Linked DNA regions of Mus musculus: regions 1 and 2 are each linked to region 3. A link is a contact called in public Hi-C data. All regions are on one chromosome and are shown on one strand. The core of a region is the stretch at or near the end of the contact, and the rest is flanking DNA. Distances in the headings are between cores, read along the strand shown. Region 1 has its middle 56 kb from the start of Gm51988. Region 2 overlaps Dpf3 (D4, zinc and double PHD fingers, family 3). Region 3 overlaps Dpf3 (D4, zinc and double PHD fingers, family 3).

What was found. A called contact is a pair of places that touch in the nucleus more often than the background predicts.
Region 1: a contact with region 3 is called in a Hi-C map of the N1E-115 cell line, with 2.1 times the contacts expected there. The contact joins two enhancer-like sites. A contact is called at or near these places in 9 of 484 Hi-C or Micro-C datasets (the G1E-ER4 cell line, the HL-1 cell line, the N1E-115 cell line and 6 more), 2 of 115 datasets of contacts at active chromatin or transcription factors (both in embryonic stem cells) and 3 of 9 other capture datasets (adipose tissue, liver and pancreatic islet).
Region 2: a contact with region 3 is called in a Hi-C map of cerebellum, with 1.6 times the contacts expected there. The contact joins two enhancer-like sites. A contact is called at or near these places in 2 of 484 Hi-C or Micro-C datasets (cerebellum and nephron progenitors) and 2 of 9 other capture datasets (liver and pancreatic islet).

The regions. Positions count from the first base shown.
Region 1 is chr12:83,207,979-83,212,527 of GRCm38.p6, forward strand. No RefSeq gene overlaps it. Among named protein-coding and RNA genes, the nearest start is that of Gm51988, 56 kb to the left of the region's middle. Within about 2 kb of position 2,858, at least 23 of the 459 cell types and tissues checked have an H3K27ac peak or open chromatin away from gene starts, as enhancers often do. A contact at or near this core is called in the N1E-115 cell line, cerebellar granule neurons and cerebellum, where this site is marked.
Region 2 is chr12:83,409,699-83,413,820 of GRCm38.p6, forward strand. The region is part of intron 1 of Dpf3 (D4, zinc and double PHD fingers, family 3); the gene reads right to left. Among named protein-coding and RNA genes, the nearest start is that of Dpf3, 76 kb to the right of the region's middle. Within about 2 kb of position 2,228, at least 58 of the 459 cell types and tissues checked have an H3K27ac peak or open chromatin away from gene starts, as enhancers often do. A contact at or near this core is called in cerebellum, where this site is marked.
Region 3 is chr12:83,299,892-83,304,118 of GRCm38.p6, forward strand. The region is part of intron 6 of Dpf3 (D4, zinc and double PHD fingers, family 3); the gene reads right to left. Among named protein-coding and RNA genes, the nearest start is that of Gm51988, 150 kb to the left of the region's middle. Within about 2 kb of position 2,855, at least 80 of the 459 cell types and tissues checked have an H3K27ac peak or open chromatin away from gene starts, as enhancers often do. A contact at or near this core is called in the N1E-115 cell line, cerebellar granule neurons and cerebellum, where this site is marked.

The DNA of each region.
Region 1 (4,549 bases), core at 1,608-4,107, 92 kb before region 3:
GAAGGTGGCAATAACTAGATGTTTCCACCTGCACATCATATGGAAATATGCTCCAAACAGAAGCTAACATACGGATAAGCGGATAAGCAGCCCCGTCCTGGTTGCAGGATGCTTACCGGGTTCCCCCTGGAATGTTTTAGCATTTACAGCCTGATAATGCAACCCGAAGCCTGGGCCAGGGTGAGGCTGGTTTTATTCAGCCCCTGCAGACCAAGCCCATTGCTTTGCGCATACCCAGCCCCCTGCCAAGTGCTTCAGCCAGTACCAGCATGCCCAGCATTCACTCTTGGCAGGCAAAAAATGTGTTCATCTGCCTCCAGGGAAGAAGTAGCCAGGGTGGACAAGCATGGCGGATGCACAGGGACAGCTAGCATGGGCATCTCTTCCCTTGCCTAACAAAAGAGCACAAGGGGCCCTAAACACCCGACCATTTGATGCCAAAGCACAGGTTTATCTGTTTCCCCAAATGCCATGTGGACCTGACACACTGGCAAGCTGGGACTCCCTGCCTCCCCAACCCACCTGCTCCACAGCCCCTCTGCTCTGAGCTTCTGTTTTCAGGCTTCACTCATATATTATCTGGCCGTGTGTCTTTTGCTTTGTTCCCCCCTTAGTCCTTAATTTAGGCTTCTTCAACTACATGTTGAAAATGCACAGGGGTATATTTTTCTTTTATGGCACTGTTTTCTTCCAGCTACCCCTGCACTCTAACATTTGCGTGGCTACAGGGAAGGTGGGAGGGGATGCAAAGAAGGGAGGAGGGAGGAGAAGGGTGGAGGAGGGAGGAGAAAAAGAGAATGAAGGTCACAGTGGGGAATAAACATGAAAGGGAAAATAGAGTCAACAAAAACCCAGACCTCATTGCAGCCATGAAGTCTTTGCACCGTTTTGATAGCATAATTGAGGCTTTTTCTTTTTCTCAAATCTTCAATATTTCTCCAAAAGAGGCAGAGGTGACAAAGAGAAAAGATGGGAAAGGCCACGAGAAGCCATCTGCTGGCTCTTTAGACTGGGCACTGCAGTCCTTGGCTGCAGAAAACTTCAGGGACGATAAGATACAGCTTGCCTGGTGGCTCCTGGCTCTCCCTCTGGTCTTGGATCAACACCAGTGGCTTTCTTTAGGCCAACATACACCCAAACCCACATGTGCACACGCACACACACACACACACACACACACACACACACACGCAATGCACACACACATGAGTGTGCACGCACTCACATGCAATGCACACATATGCACACATATGTACACACACACACATGCACACACATACACACACATGCATACACATACACACACAAGCACACACACATGCAATGCACGTTCACACATTCACACATACGCACACACATGCGCCTGCTCTCATCAGCAATATTAACAACACAACACTAGAGATGGAGCAAGGTGAGCTAACGAGATGCAGTGGGTGGGAGCATAGGCAGGGAGTTCTCAAAGTTAGCTGCTGAGGAATACAAAGACCCCAGGGCCTCATGGGGTCCCTATTTCCGACAGAGGCCTCTTTTCCTGTGTCCCTTCCCAACCCCGGTTTTGTTGATTTGCCAGACCCAGTTGGTGCCGACCTGAATGGCCATCTTATTTGCTTTCAGGATAGAGGTCATTATTAGTAATTATATCTCTGTGGAAGAGGGTTCTGGCTGCCTGCCAGCCCAATCCTGCCTTCCTCTGCTCTGCCCTGGGTAATGTCACCATCAGCACAAATGCTCCCTGTTCGTGGTGAGGCCAACGATGGGGAAACTGTGGAGTGTCACTTGTTCGAGGCTGCTGGCCCCTCCACCTGAGGCTGTCACAGACTCCAAAAGGGCACCCCTGTACTCACCCACACCCTCATGACACCTATGACATCCTATGGCACCTCTCACAGCTTCACCAATGCCAAGGAGCCCTTGCAACCAGTCAGGAGGCATGGCCAGGCCTTCCTCAAAACCCACACAGACCTTTCAAAGGCACACTACTCCTGGCTTCCAGTTTTCCTCCTTACAGGGTGTGTGTGTGTGTGTGTGTGTGTGTGTGTGTGTGTGTGTGTGTGTGTGTGTGTGTCTGTCTGTCTGTCTGTCTGTCTGTCTCTCTCTCTCTCTCTCTCTCTCTCTCTCTCTCTCTCTCTCTCTCTCTTCTGAGAGACAGGTTTAATGCAGAAATGACAAGGCAGGAGCCTACCTCTCTACCTCAGGGCTTCCTGAAGTTGCTTTCTTTGGGCCTCTCTCCTGCTGCCCAGTTTGAACAGCCCTGCAGCCAGGCCTTTCCAGAAGCATCCACTGTGATGGTCAAAGGACCCAATCCATTCACCTTCCGACCTCCTCCTCTCTGCTTCCTGACCACTCCTCAGAGCAAACAACCCAGTCCCTACCCCCACAGTGAGTCTGCAGGCTCCTTAGAAAAACATTTCCAGCTCTCAAAAACTCTGAACCAATCCATGGTTCCCAGGCTGTTCCCACACTCGGGGCCTCTGGAAGAGGATCATAAAGATCTCAAGGCCTGAGGATACTGGAGAATAGCCAAAGAGCCCAACTCACAGATGACCTCAGCGGCCCTTCTGACTACCGATAAATTAGATTCAGTGCATGAGGGGTCTCAGTGGGGAAACCTGTGGACTTGGGGGAAAAGACTGGGGTTCTCCCCTTTCCTCAAATAAAGCTGAGCTCTTGAAAGACCGAAAGGGCAGCAGACAGTGGGGGACATGGAGCCTTGTCTGTTCTGCCAGGCGGTAGGAAAAAGGTTGGCTAGGCCCTCCTACCGCACTTTCCAGCTGCTGGAGTCAGGACCTATGGACCTAAGTCCTGAAGCAGCAAAGCCTGAAATTGCTCCCATGCCCAAGGCTGTAGGCCAGGATCAAGCTCACCCTGCTACCATCTGTCACCTGACCCTTGCCAATCTAGACCAGTGGGGTCTTAGAGATTTATGTCCAAATGTTCCAATGGCACTCATCTGTGGGAGTGGAAAAATCCACAGAGACTCAGGCAGGAACCTGGGTGGGGTGGGGTCCCTCCTACTTCCACAGGGTGAGGGGTACCCAGTCCCTCCCTCCTTGCCGTCTGACAGTTCCCTCAACCAGCATGGACCCAGAGTCCAGGGAGCCCACAGAAAAGAGAGCTGGCTCAGCGTCCACTGCTTGGCAAATGTTTGGCTTTTGTTTCTTTTTTCAAACAATTTTGTTTTCTAGGGCTGTAGGACTGAGGGAAAAAAAATTGTCCTGATAATGCTTCATACCCTCTCCCATTGTCCCTCTGCTTACAGATTCCAACAGCACCCCCTCCATCAGTATAGCCTCACCCTGACTCAAAGTTCCTTCCCATCTCTTCTCTTTATTATGCTAACCCCGACTCCCCACTCCCCCAACCCAACTCAGGAATGCTGGTCTACTACAGGGGACAACAGCACCACTCCTGCCTGGAGCTAGGCCTGGGAACACACACACACACCTTCAGTGACAATGTGAGAATGACTATGACCCAGGAGCCAGCTTCTCCCTTCTCCATGACTCTGGAGTTCGTAAGAAATACTAAGAACAGACATTATTGAGTAGGAAAGAGGCACTCTCACCTCAGCACTTCCAAATGGCGGAGGGAAGGCAAGGGGATTCTCAGGACCCTGCCTGGGCCACCCGCCAGCCAAGCAAGACTGCCTTGAACATGTAACCCAGAAGAGGAAAGTAGCAGACCCTCAGCTGTGCCTGTGGCAGCCTGGGGTTACCCGTGATTTTTCTTCTACTCACTGCACTGAACTGGCTCCCATAGGAAAAGTACCTCCAGTCCTGTTGGTTTTCTTCCTTAAAATACCTGGACTTACACATGCGGGGGCTGGAAGGGATCGTTCTTGAAGACTAAAGTGCACCAGGAATGAAACCCATATCTTCTTGCTCTGCAAAACCTCCTCTTAGCTCCCCTGATCAGAATCTTCTCTCTCTCTCTCTCTCTCTCTCTCTCTCTCTCTCTCTCTCTCTCTCTCTCTCTCTCTCTTTCTCTCTCTCTCTCTCTCTCTCTCTCTCTCTCTCCCCTCTCCTCCCCTCCCCTCCCCTCCCCTCCCCTCCCCTCCCCTCCCCTCCCCCTCTCTGGCCCCCTAGTCACCTAGTCATAGGAGGGTCTCTCAGGCTGAGCCAAGGGCAGCAGTGACTCTCTCTGCCTAGACCCAGCTTCCCATCTGATCCTGAGGCACAGTGCACAGCAGTCTGGAGACTGGCTGGCTTCTGCCTCTAGTGGTGTCAGGAGGGGTTGGGAAAGAGGACAGGAATGTCAGGTCCCTATCTAGAGCTCCAGTCCTCTTTCCTTGCCCGTTGCCTGTCCTGGATTTACTATAGGTCCCAAATATAGGGTCTTAAGAGTGTCTAGAAAGAAAGAAAGAAAGAAAGAAAGAAGAGTTTATCTTCCAACCGGAGTTCTTCAGCTACCACATAAGGATGTAAGGCTGTAGTGGAGCAGAATAGCACTGTCGGGGACTTGAGGGGTCCTCAACAGAATCATTGTCTCCCCTTAGTAACCTCTGGACAAAATGACAGTGGCTACTACAAACTGGAAGTCCCATTGTTAG
Region 2 (4,122 bases), core at 978-3,477, 110 kb after region 3:
GGTGGGTCTCCCTATGTGTGTAACCTGGGTCTCTGGAGACTATCCTTGAGCTTATCCAACTCTTTTGTGGTTCAGCAGATTGGAGGAACCCTGAAATACAACTTCTTATAGAGCTCTGTAGGCGACTAACAGGAGTGGCCACTGCCTACATTCCTCATACACAGGAGAAAAGGGAGATGTTAGAAATGACTGTATGAGTCCCTCCCTCATGGAATAGCTTAGGAAAGCTCACATTTCCATTCAAAACCCCAAATGGCCATCTGTAAGACAAGGCTAGTGAGAATACCTGATTCTTGGTATTATCAAGAAAGAGAACTGGGAAACGGATCCCTGTGGCTCACAGGAAGGAACCCTTAGGCCTCCTCTTCTTCCAGGGTAGTGTATAAATAAAAGTATTCCTCCATCTCCATCCAGTTTCCTAAACTGGAAAGGTCACAGGAAGACACAATGCAGAGAGATGAACAGCCATGGAGCCTTGAAAACAAAGGGCCGGCAGACAAGATGGTACCAGGTCCTGAAAAGATCATCGGCCAGCATGATGGTCCAGCGACACACCAGGGCTGGAATGCTCCAACCACAAACATTCCACAACATGCCAGTACCTAAGTCAAGTGGGGACACACATAGATTTCAGGGTGGGGGCTCCTCTGCCAGAGATATACACTAAAATGACCCACTGGGGAACAGGACATGTATGGCCCAAGAAGAGGAAAAGAACGTGAACCTGGCATCAGCCATGATGCAGACATGCACAGGGAAAGGACGGCACAGAAAAGAAGTAGGAAACAGAGCATACTGGGATATGCCTATAATTCCAGTACTGGAGAAGCTGACGGGGGGGTTGGGGGGTGGGGGTGGGGGGCGCTGATTCAAGTTCTCCTCGAGACAGGGTGAATTCAAGGCCAGCCTGAGATAGTCAAAAACCATGTCTTAAAAATAAATAAATAGCCAGGCAGTGGTGGCACACACCTTTAATCCCACCACTTGGGAGGCAGAGGCAGGCAGATTTCTGAGTACGAGGCCAGCCTGGTCTACAGAGTGAGTTCCAGGACAGCTAGGACTACACAGAGAAACCCTGTCTCAAAAAACCAAAAACATAAGTAAGAAAGAAAAAAAGAAAGAGAGAGAGAGAGAGAGAGAGAGAGAGAGAGAGAGAGAGAGAGAGAGAGAGCAAGCAAGCAGGAAAGGAGCGGGGAGGGAGGAAATAAGTGAAAAGTATAAACTGATACTACATTTGATTCTAAAAGACAATTTTATGTTTTATAAGCCATTTGGGAAATAAAATAAAACTATTTCTGGGACATAAAATCTCCAAAAATTCAGGAACAATTGGTGTCTTCCTTTAAAACTAAAATAGTGTTTGGACACAGAGCTTCACATAGGGACACCACTACCCTGTGAAGGTTCAAACAGAGGAGGGCATACAGGGAGGCAGCAGAAGCTGGGAGAGGCCACAGAGCAGACTCATCGTCGTCTTCAGCGGCCACAGGAGGGGCCCACACAGCTCATACCTTGACCCTGGATTTCCAGCCTCCCTGGTGTCACAGACTACACTCCTGGTGCTCACACTATTCAGTCTATGCTACCTGTTCCAGCAGCCCTTGCTCACTAATACCTCCAGAGCCTTGCCGTTCTTCACCACACCATGACTCAAGGGAGCATGCTGGCAATTTCTAGAAAGTCCTCAGATTTTCCTTTCTATTCACTAAACTAGACGTTGTGGAGGAACTCACAGTAAACAAGACATAACATGTTCTCTGCAGGGGAACGTGTGCCTCACCTGACACTTTCAAAAAAAAAAAAAAAACGCCTCTGCATTTATTTGTCTCTTGCATATGACAAGCCTTACGTGGAGGTAGGGAAAGCCAGCCACATTTGTCTAGCTTTCATATGAGAAGACTGGGTTCTAGAGAGTTGGAGACAGCTTCGGAGCCTGCAGCATGAAATGGCAGAGAAGGAGCAGAGGCCCCAGAGAGCAAGGCTGTTCCCTGAGACTGCTTCTCTCAGCCCGCCTGGCTGCCTCCCTGGCAGGACCAGGAGCCTCTCATCTCCCCTGCAAGAGAAGCCACTGAGCTGAGGCAACTGGGGGACGGGGAGGAGGGAGTTGTTAGGATCCAAAACCTTCTCCAAGTGTGCTCCAGAAGGCCAAAGGGAGGTCCGCGCCAGACAGGCCTGCCAACGACAGATGCAGTCACAGCAGAATGGGAGGCAGGTGCGGTCGCAGGCTCTTCAGGATTCCATGCTCGCTGTGGCTCCCCACACTCCCACCCCCACCCTTCTACCACACAGGTTCCTAGTAACGGTGGTGCCGCCCTGTGTTGTCAAAATAGTGAGATGCCAGGAGGAATTCAAAATGAAATCTATGTGCTTCTGCAGCCTCCTAAGTGTCTGTCACTGTGGTTGTAGCTAAACCCGCTAATGTGCTAAGCATTTTCTGGCAGTGCTGGGAGGTAGGGCTGGTATTTTGGGAGCTGGGAGGAGCTTGGAGGAGACACCCCTTGTAACCCTGGGAAGGAGGAACAGGCATGGAAGGCAAACCCCGAGCACATCCCCTGAAGTCACTGGGCCACCAAGCCGTATTTTGAGGTTCCCGAGTCACCAGGTATATGGGCAGAGAGAGACCAAACTCAGGCCAGCAAGCAGGGACGCGGCACAGAGTCCTCTCAGGCTAGGGCTGCAAGGGACAGTGTGCTCTAGAATGTGGCTGGCAGGGGACACTTTTTCTGCTGACGCAAAGCAGCATGCACTGCTGGCCAGGAGACAAGGCAGCCAGGCTTGGCCCTGGCTCATCTTTTCTAAGTTAGGGGCAGGGGCAGGGCCACGATGACCAAACAAAGCAAAAGATGACAGATACTCAGAGGCAGGCAGGCAAGAGCCCTGACCCTTCAGAGGGCCTAAGGATATGAGTCCTGGAGAGGAGAGGTGACAATAGCAACTCCCACCATCCAGGATACTGGGTTCTCCAGACACACTGCACTATCCATTTTCTGGAAGCCTTTTGAGAATGGCTCAAACATGACACAGAGAGGGGAGCAGTCCCCTCACCCCTGAATCTGAACCCATACAAGATCCTGGTATGTCTTCATCCTGAGTGAACTCACACCTCTTAGGGGAAACCAAAGGAATTTTCGAGTGAGGAAGCAGAGACCAGGACCAAGTGGTAGCCCTGCTAAAGAGAGAATTCCTTCCCTGGGCCACTGTGTGCCCGGAAGTGTAGTGAGTGACAGGGGAGGCTGCACAGGTAAGGAAGAAGAAGGGTCAACCTGAGAACAGATAAGCCAATAAAACCTTGACTGGATTCAATCTGAAGGAGAAAAGGGGGAAAAAAATCCCGGCTGATAGTGGCTGCTGAGAGCTGCAACTTTTAAAGCCCCTCTGGCAAAAGGCTCTTCAGAGTCTTTTGCAAACCCCAACCACACAGCCAGCCAGCCACCTCCGGGCCAGCAGCACGAGTGCTTCTGCTGAGTCGGAGCAAACCCACAAACATCCAGCCAGACCTAACCCTCCTCCTCTGCCTGCAATCCACCCCAGCCTCTGTGCCTAAAGAAAGGGTCCTCAATGCAGCTGGAGATGGTAGAGTTTATCAGGGCCACGAGGAGCCAGGAGCAGAGACCTCAGCCTCAACGTGGCAACGGGTGCTTAGCCTTCTGAGTCTCCTGTTTTAATCTGCAGACATGGAAAAGATGAAGCTGCTCTTGGGAAGCCGGGGAGAACTGGATGAGATGATGAAGGCTGGATTCTGGGCACAAAGCATGGTGGGGGAAGAGGCCCCGTGTAAGCTGGTCCCTCTTCTTCTTCCTCCCTCCCTCCCTCCCTCCCTCTAAGCACCACATTCATTGCAGGCACAATACAACTCAGTCGGGATTTATGAGTTTGGGAAAACAAAGGCCTATGCATGTACAACCAACCACCAGCAATGAGTTCATGAAGCCGCCTCTAACCTAGTACATCCATAGCTGACCACCCAACTCATCTCCCTCCTACGCCTGCTTGAAATTACTTCCCTGGAAACCTCTTTTTAGTAAGACCACTCTGTTTTCCAATCCCATGAAGACACAAACTGTGCGTTCTTCCCAGGAGGGAACAACGTTCCGGAGCCTACTATTTAAATGGTGGTGACCT
Region 3 (4,227 bases), core at 1,605-4,104:
GGCAGGGCTGTTTGGGAGGCTTAGGAGGTGTGGACTTACTGGAGGACGTGTCACTGGGGCTGGGAGGTGGACTTTGAGGCTTAAAAACTTCAAGCCATTTCAAGTTCACTCTCTCTGCTTCCTGCTTGTGGTTCAAGATGTGAGGTCTCACCTGTTCCTGCTCCCATGATTCCTTGCCGTGCTAAGCTCTCAACCCTCTGAAACTAAAAGCCCAAATAAATTCTTGCTTCTATCTATAGTGAGAGTTTTAGAATTTTGCTTTCCTTTTAAAAAAACAAACAGAAATATAAGATTGTTTTTGTTTTAATCCCAGGTGTGGGATGTGGGGCTGCTTCAGATGTCCACAGCAGCTGGCTAGGATTTGCCCACTGCTCTAGCAGGGGCAGGAGTCTGGCGGCTGTGGATAGTTTTTGATGATTGTGTGATGTTTGATGTTCTGGGGACTTCTTGGGGGTATATAAATGCTAGGGACCTGAGAGGCAGGGTGGGGTGTTGGTCACAGTTTGTTTAAGTATCATGCACAAAGAAACAAAATGAAGAAGAAATTAGATATGCTGACGGCAAAAATCAAACTTGCACCAAGGAACTCCACACACTAATCAGCAGGAAGCTGTCTGACAATGATGTTACCCCCTTTCTGCTTCATGACTTTACTCAGGAATCTCCTTCTGTCCCCCCTGTCTTGTCTAGTGTTAGGGGGTTGAAAGGGTGGATAAAAGGAGAACCGCAAAGTAGCAAAAGACAAGCTACATCCATGGGTTTCCTTGGTCACGGTGTTGTATCACGGCAACAGAAAAGTAACAAATGCACAAATCTTAAAAGTGAGCAGACTGAGGCTTAGAGGCAGAGGCACTAAGAAAGGCCAAGAAATGGAGACCAAGAGGGGACCATTGCATATGGCCGTTGGAAGGCCACCACAGCAAGAAGATAATTCATGGCCTTCTGGAAGCTGAGACAAGGAAATGAGGATGTACCAAAGGCTAATAGACTACTCCTTCCAGCAGAAGACAGGGCAGCTGGCGAGGACGGGGACTATAGCTAGGAAGGAGAGGGATATAATGAGTTACCAGGGTGGTCTGTGAGCAGGGCACAGGCTGAAGGGAGGCAGCCGGGGAGGGCAGCTTGAAAGGCAAGCTAGGAGGAACTGGGGTTAATGGAGAAGACACTGAGCTCCAGACAAAGCTACTGATACTAAGACCTAGTCTTCCAAGTGACATCATCACAGGGTAAGAGAGGAGGTCAATCAGAGTGCGACGGAATCAGAGTGCCACGTTTTGATGGGAAGATGTGCTTTGGAAAGCCTGTGTTGACTGCTGTAGGCAAGCTGGAGAGGACGCCGGCCTCCTGTGTTTAATCCTACTTTCCAGTCACTCCAAACACTAAGGGCCAACTTCATAGGCAACTGATCTGGGCAATCAGAATGAGCTTTGCACTGGGTTTCATGTTCTTTGGCTACCATCTTGAAATATACTTCCTGTGTGTGTGTGTGTGTGTGTGTGTGTGTGTGTGTGTGTGTGTGTGTGTTCATGAGCATCCATGCATGCATTGTGTGTGCATGCATGGAGGATTCTCTCTATGTCTTGGAGCTCACTGTAGGGTAGACTAGCAGGCCAGTGAGCCCCAGGAACACCTGCCTATATTATCTCCAGCGCTCCGATTCTAAGCACACATCCACCATGCCTAGCTTTTTACATGAGTCCCAGGAACCAAACCCAGGTCCTTTACACTTGCAGAGCAAACAGTTCACCAACTGAGCGCTACCTCCCCCCCCCCACCCCTTCTCTCTCTCCAGCCCCTGTGGATCTTATCTTGCCTCGGAAATCAGGGAGTGGTGATGTGGGAATTACTCCAGTGAAAAGCTTTAAATCCACCAGGGTGAACCTAGGCCCCGAGCAAGCATGGCTGAGTCAGAGAGTGGATTCCTGGAAGTTTGCCTAGGGCAGGTCACTGGTCGTCATGCCAGTGTGATCAGCTGTGCTGGCCTCGGTCGGTTTTGTCATTGGAGAAGGGGGAACTGCACGGGCATCTGAATAGTCTACATCTGAACTGGGTGGGTTCAAACTCTGCCTGAAACTGCTAACGGGCATGATCTCCTCCATAAGCCGCTAAGTGTGCCCGCACCTGCATACCCTCTCTGGAACGGGGGCTCGCTGCAACAGCACGCCTACCTCACCACAAGGAGAAAGATGTAAGACAACCATTTAAAAGTGGATCCATGGTGAGACTCAGTCACCATCAGCTGTCACCATCCCCCACTGCCATCGGAGGGGCTCAGGCGAGCACAATAAACCCCAACAGGGAGGGAGCTGGCGTGTTTCTCCTCCAAAGTCTGGGGTAATGGGGTAGGGTAGGGAAGAAGGTAAGGAGAAAAATAACATTCTGAAAATAAAGTACTGTCGCCATCTGCTCCCCTCTCATCAAGTCGGCAATCCTGCCCTGGAAGGAGCTGTCGCAGGGAATCAGACTAAACCCCAAGACTGCTGAAGCATGCAGAGAGGGCTGAACCCCCAGCTTCCCGCTATAGCCTCCTTCCCCAGGGCCCACTGCTCTACGTCATGTGTGCCTCTGCAGCCATCACCCCTGGGACCAGTCAGCCCCATCTGCGCTCAGCCTAAGGTCCTTCTTTTCACCTTGGCAAGCAAGCACCTGGATTTTGTGTTCCTGGCGCAGCGCGTGTGAAGAGCAATGGCTGTGACAAGGGAAGTCCAGCTTGCCTCCCTCTCTCTCCTTCCCCCTGGGGCAGATCCATCTGTCAAGCTGCAGAAATAGCTTTGCCCACATTCCTAGTCCAGAGCTGGGTACTCCACATGGGACCTCCAGGCTAGAGTTACGAATGCCATCAGTGTTGTCCCAGAGCAGGGACAGCATGTCCCCTAACCCCCTACCCTACTCCAATCGTTGTCTGGGGCTGGGTGGAGGGGGCTGGAGGGGAGGGGTGGCAGTTTCTGTGAACAAAGCCGGCTTCAGCAGACAGCAGAATCCTTCCTGCCGGGGAGAAGCGGCTGCCTTCCCTACTGATAACTTAATGACTCTGGCACATTTTCATCAGCCCAACTTGGAGCACGCAGTGGGTATCTGAGCCAGTGGTTCCCAGAGACTGAAAGCAGCGACTGAAAGCAATTACAGGATGAGTGTCCAAGAGACAAAGCCGAGGCCTTGGGAGCCACAAGGCGCATTGCATTCCCAGCGTCTGCCCATGGCACAGACACACAGCCCCTTCCCTCTACAGCCCAACTCCTTCAGCTAGGACGCAAATCACAGCACCCGGCATCTGCTGCTGGCCGGAGGGCATCGTAACTGCAGTCAGGCAGCCTCCAATCCCTACCACTTACAAGATGTGGATCCCATTTTACAGGTGGGGAACCTAAGGGTGGGAAAGGATAAATGGCTCCCCAGATTGGCAAAGCCAGGATTCAAACCCAGGTCTGTCTGTCTGTCTGCCTTTGCAGAATACAGCTGCCATGTGTTTTCTGCTTGTCACTCCTGTCCCCGGCTCTCTCAGTGCCTGGGGCTGACCTCCATAGCTTGCTTTTCCCAGGGGCCTTCACTCTGCATGATGTCATCCTGTTCACTTCTTCAGAGTGGAACCCACAGCCTGCAGGGCCTCACGCGTTCCGTTTGGTCAGAAGAACCATGCACTAACAGGCTGGCTGATAGACGTTTGGAGCTCTACACACCTGGCCAGCGCCCCTCTTTGTCCTCTTTGCAGTACCATCTATGGGTAAGGAGAGCCCCCACCCAGTTGCCCAGTAGGGAACAAAGTGAGAAAAGTCCTGTGTGATGCTGATAAACTGAGATTGAGGCAAAAAAAAACAAAAAACAAAAAACAAAAACAAAACAAACCAACCCAGGAGAGATGCATCTCAGGGTGGGCTTGTTCATCCCTAAGGACCATTTGAAACAGCTGGGGTTTCTTTAAAAGTCAACAATGGCTCCACAGGACCCAAAAGAAAAGAATGAAAGATTCATCCAGCACCTGCAACATTTGCATCTGCAGTTGCCTAAGTGCCTCGTGCAGGAGCCCCTTTCTGGCAAGCCCAAGGCTTCCACACTAGGGTGGGCCTCCAAGGCTGGACTCCAGATGAGCTGGTTGCCTCCGCGAGCCCTTTGGATCCAGTTCCAGCTCTTTTACAAACCCTCTATACATCCCTGAACAAACCACACTGTAAAAATATTGAGCCTCGATCAGATTCCTTCTAAGTCCTCTCCATTCTAGTTCCTCGTGGT